Linked DNA regions of Cyprinus carpio: region 1 is linked to region 2. The links are chromatin contacts, called in public Hi-C maps. All regions are on one chromosome and are shown on one strand. The core of a region is the stretch at or near the end of the contact, and the rest is flanking DNA. Distances in the headings are between cores, read along the strand shown. Region 1 holds the start of LOC109049848 (mitogen-activated protein kinase kinase kinase 3-like). Region 2 overlaps LOC109049848 (mitogen-activated protein kinase kinase kinase 3-like).

Region 1 (2,700 bases), core at 194-2,693, 44 kb after region 2:
ATATCACTTTTTATGCTCTTCAAGGACAAATCTCTTTTTAAAATCACTTAATCTTTTATTTTAAGTTAGTAAATAAAAAGCAATCATAAGCAGTGAACCCTGTTACCATATTTATGTGCATTCAGGTCAACCCTGTTAACATCAGAATTTGTGCAATGTACAATATAACAATACAACTCCATAAATTAGAAAAATATTTATGCATGCTTTTCAAGGACATCAAATACTTTCATTTTGTTTGATTAGTTTGTCAATAAAAAGCGATATTAATCACTCAACCCCGTTACCACAATTTTGCACAGTAAACACAAGATTATTGAGAACAGATATTTGTAGAAATATTAGCATTAAATTATTTCTACTAAACACAGTAGCTAAATTTACTGTAAAATTTCAACCCTGTTACTTCTTAAAAGTCTCCTAGCTATATTAAGTTTTCATTTAGTTTAAGATGGAACTATGCGACTTATCACCACTTTAAAAACAACATTTATCTGATAAAATGTTTAAAATTTTATAGAAATTTCATGGAAAAGACACTTGTTTCATTCAATCCCCTATGATATACTAAAGACGTCAAATATTTTTAAGAGTTTTATACATATTTATACACATTAAAATGAGATAGTGTTTACATAGCCAAGTGTAGGTTCAGCCAATCTCACATTTGCAAATGTCATGTATAATTTCAGCTGCTATGTATAAGCATACTTTGCTCACAGGTTTACTGTACATGCAGCCTATATCTAGACGTTCAAGTGTCAAGTTCTGCCAACACAAAACACAACATGAATATTTTTGTCTTTAACAGCGGTGACCTGATACTCTTTCTGGTGTCTAATGCATTATGTGTAACCAAAACAATGACAATTTTACCCTCTATAGCAAATCTTTACTTACTACCCTAAATATAAGTGCAGTCATTATCATTCTAGATAGAACTCACCTTACGCGCGTATCTTCATGCTGGTGCTGACATTTAAGACGAATTAAACCAATGTGAGATTTAAAGAGAGTTCACGGGGTAAAACGCCGTAAAGAAGAAAAATCCGCAAACTGTGCTCTTGTGCGAGATACAGCAAAACAGGGATATATCCGGAAGCCGCGCGCACTTGAATACAGTTGTCACGCACAAATTGAAGGGAACCGCACAAATCCACCTTCCGAAAAGCTTTGCGGATTATGTTTTTGGAGTCGCGGATGCCAGTAATCCAAACAGATGGAGCGGTGTGTGCTTGGGAAAGCTGCAAATCTCGTCGACTGCGCGCCGTCAAAGGAAGAAAGTTTCCTCTCCGCAAACACTGACTGACGCCGAGTTTTTCCACAGAGGAGCGAGTGAGTGAGAGTAATGTCAGCCTCAGGAAGCGATGACGCGCCGCGGGGGCTACCGACGCTCGGGCTGCGCGCGATTCTGGCGCCCTCAACCGACCGTGACCAACAGCGCACTGCAAATGTTCAGCGCATTTCAAAAAGGCTACAATTTACGAAAAGGGTAATTCATTATTAGAGGAAATTATCTTTTTAAAAAAGTGTTATTTTAATATTTAATTAAAAAAATCCTTTCTTATAATTATTTATCTGAGGTAATTATAAATTCAAATATAATTTTCAAATAATTATTTTTAGACATGTCAAAAATTGCGAAATATGCCTACAATCAAACCCTAATTTGTGTTTTTAGCGGTTAGCCTATGTATTAAATATTATATAAAATTAAATAGACGAAAAATAAAAACACGAAACAGTGGGTAACAAATAAGTAAATAAGTTATTTAAATTAAGTAAATAAGTAGTTAAATATTCTACAACAGACAGACAGTCAGACAGACAGCCAGACAGGCAGGCAGTCAGACAGACAGTCAGACAGACAGACAGACAGACAGTCAGTCAGACAGACAGACAGACAGACAGTCAGACAGAGACAGACAGACAGACAGACAGTCAGACAGACAGAAAGACAATAAAGAAGACAGACGATAAAAAAAACAGACAGACAGACAGTCAGTCAGACAGACAGAAACACAGACAGACAGACAGTCAGACAGACAGAGACACAGACAGACAGTCAGACAGACAGACAGTCAGACAGTCTGACAGATAGACAGTCAGACAGACAGTCAGTCAGTCAGAGACAGACAGTCAGACAGACAGACAGTCAGACAGACAGACAGACAGTCAGTCAGACAGACAGACAGTCAGACAGACAGACAGACAGACAGACAGACAGTCAGACAGACAGACAGTCAGACAGACAGAGACAGACAGACAGACAGACAGTCAGACAGACAGACAGACAGACAGTCAGACAGAGACAGACAGACAGAGACAGACAGACAGTCAGACAGACAGACAGACAGACAGTCAGACAGACAGACAGACAGACAGACAGTCAGTCAGTCAGTCAGTCAGACAGACAGACAGACAGACAGACAGTCAGACAGAGACAGACAGACAGACAGACAGTCAGACAGACAGACAGACAGTCAGACAGTCAGACAGACAGACGGTCAGACAGACAGACAGACAGTCAGACAGACAGACAGACAGACAGACAGACAGTCAGACAGACAGACAGACAGAGACAGACAGACAGTCAGACAGTCTGACAGATAGACAGTCAGACAGACAGTCAGTCAGTCAGACAGACAGACAGTCAGACAGACAGAGACAGACAGACAGACAGTCAGACAGTCAGACAGT
Region 2 (2,700 bases), core at 190-2,689:
TGCAAAAAAACTTATTTGCATTACTGTAATCCAAAATCTTAATTAATAGCATAAAATAATACATTTGGATAAATCTCACAAAGAAAAAAAGGGCATTTCCCAGGTATATTTTATATATTTCCCTCCAATATATAATTTCAGTAATAAGAAAGAGATTTTTTGCATTATAATAGATTACTAACACACACAAAGATATATAAAAAAGCAATTCTTAGCATATTAAAATGCTATATATATATATATATATATAGATATAGGTATATAGATATATATATATATATATATATATATATATATATATATATATATAATAAGTCTAATGTAATAAGTACATTAATTTTTTAGTACTAATATAACAAAATCTGCCCAGACGGGATGATTTATGTATTACATTATGGCATTTATGCATTACAGTCGTTTTTACCCCCATACAATTACATAGAATCTGACAAAAATATGTGTTTAATTGTTATGAAAAAAATTATTTAAAAAATTATAATAACACACACAAAAAATAAAAACACTAAAATGGTGTCATCATACAAGATTTTTTTTTTAGAAAAAACATCACAACAAATAATAATAAATTATAATTTTTTTTCTTTTAATATTTTAAACTGTAAAAAAAGAATTGACAAAAAAGTTATTAACTGGCATGAAAATAATGTCAAAAAAAGCAATGTTCCTCCAATAATACAATGCAGGCATTGTGATTCACCCATTTGTCCTCTAAATAAAGAGACTGAAAAAAGATTAGAATGTAAGAAAGAAAGTGAAGGACACAAAGAACAGGACGGGAAAGAATGAGCAGGACAGAGTAAGTGGCTGTGCGTAAACAGGCGACTAGCTCGGAAGGCTGCTTGCTTAAAACGCGAGTGCTGCGTTCTGATGCCGCATGCAATTGAAAGCAGCTGTTGAGCGAGTGGACTGCCTCCCCATGTGCTGTTTGCAGCTCGTCTCCCAGGGAGACCCAGTGATTTGCTCTGTTTAGAAGCAGAGCGCAGAGTGGAAAAATCTACTCACAAGACCAGAGGAAAAAAAAACCGGCCTGCTCTCTATGGAGAAATCCTCAGTGTTGGGGATCTGAATGCATGTATGAGTGTGCCTGGCCTTCAGTGGAAAGACACGCACGTTGTCAATATCATAGAGCTCTTTTTATTCCCTAACAGACCGAGATATAAACGGTTTGTGCGTAAAAAGGAAAGTTTCTGTGAAAAGTGTTTTTGTGCATATGTGTGTGACTGGCCTCCCTCTGTTGGGGAAGATTACTATCTCATTATCAGGCAGGCCTGCTCTATTTGATCGCCGCTCAAGAGGAAAAACAACAGAGGGAGAGCTGGGCATGAGCATGAGAGCTGGAGAGAGTGAGAGTGAGAGTGACAGAGCAAAGGAGAGACAGAGAATACTAACCAGGGAAAGACATGAGAGAAAATCTCCTTGTTTAACCACTCCAGTAACTTTCAATCTCTCAGCACAGCAGAAGAAAAGGAATGAAAGGGAAAAAGGAGAGAGAAAATCTCATTCACTCCCCATCGATACAGCTCTATAACTCTGTTCCAAAAACCTAGTGAACTGCCTACGTAGACAGACTTTTCAGACTGAAAAAAAAAAACATCTTTTTAATCAATATATTTCTTATTTTGAAGTGTAAAAATCTAAGTATCATTAAACCAAGAAAAATGTAATGAAATTAGTTTTTTTAATTGTTATAACATTTCACAATATTACTATTTTCACTGTATTCTTGATCAAATAAATGCAGCATAAATGCATTTTTTTTTTTTTTTTTCAAACATTAAAATATATATTATTCCAAACTGGCCAGTAGTGTGCATGTATATATATATATATGTTTTTATTATTAAATTTAGCTCAATTTATGCTAAAAAATTCCAAAAGAGATATATAATAATATAAAAAAACAATTTCTTAATCAATTTTTTTGTCTTATTTTTAGTTTAAATATCTAAATGTCCTTAAAGCACTATAAACGTAATAATACTTTTTTTTTAGAATGGAATTTTAAAAATAGAATGAAGTAAAATGTTTTATAATTAAAAAAATATAAATATATTATATTTAATTAAAATGTTATTATAGCATTTTAATATACTATTTTCTATATTATTATTCTAATATTATCCAGAAATATTTTCTGTTCAATTAAAGGTATTTATAATAGTATACTAATATACTGTATCAATTTTGACTCAAATCTCCCATGCGCTTCAACAACAAGGTCCTGTACAGGGCACCAAATCAGTCACTAATGAGGCTCCATTTCTGTTAGGATGCTCCCTTAGAAGACAGCTGCCTATCTAGGCAGTAAACATCAAAGCAGCTCACTATGTTTGGGAACAGAGGTACAATCACAGCCACATTCAACAGGACTGCAAATATACAGTCTTGTTTTGACGTGACGCCCCATTGGCAACACAGAGTGACCACAGTCAACAGCTCAAAGGAAGCACCTTCGCCCCTGTCATAGAGAACCAGCTGTATAATGGAGCAGAGACCATTAAAACAAGCCCACAGCTCTGACAGAAATCCATATTCACTTGCTCATGTCAATCTCACCTTTGTATTCATAATTGAGGTTCAGGTAATTGTTGTCCCGGTTGTTCTGGGAGAATGGCGGGCTGTGGAAACACAAGGAGAGAAGGAGGAGAGATGACGGGTTATTTTTGCTTGTTACTCCCC

What was found. Hi-C and Micro-C count contacts between places; a contact is called where the count stands out from the background.
Region 1: a contact with region 2 is called in a Hi-C map of liver, with 8 times the contacts expected there. The contact joins the promoter of LOC109049848 here to the enhancer-like site in region 2. A contact is called at or near these places in 4 of 8 Hi-C or Micro-C datasets (liver and skeletal muscle).

The regions. Positions count from the first base shown.
Region 1 is chrB24:13,298,253-13,300,952 of ASM1834038v1, forward strand. It overlaps LOC109049848 (mitogen-activated protein kinase kinase kinase 3-like), which reads right to left and starts at 1,444. Exons shown (of 19, transcript XM_042752411.1): 1 at 947-1,444.
Region 2 is chrB24:13,253,777-13,256,476 of ASM1834038v1, forward strand. LOC109049848 (mitogen-activated protein kinase kinase kinase 3-like) reads right to left here. Exons shown (of 19, transcript XM_042752411.1): 12 at 2,578-2,639. Among protein-coding and RNA genes, the nearest start is that of LOC109050256, 16 kb to the left of the region's middle. Within about 2 kb of position 1,440, at least 2 of the 8 cell types and tissues checked have an H3K27ac peak or open chromatin away from gene starts, as enhancers often do. A contact at or near this core is called in liver, where this site is marked.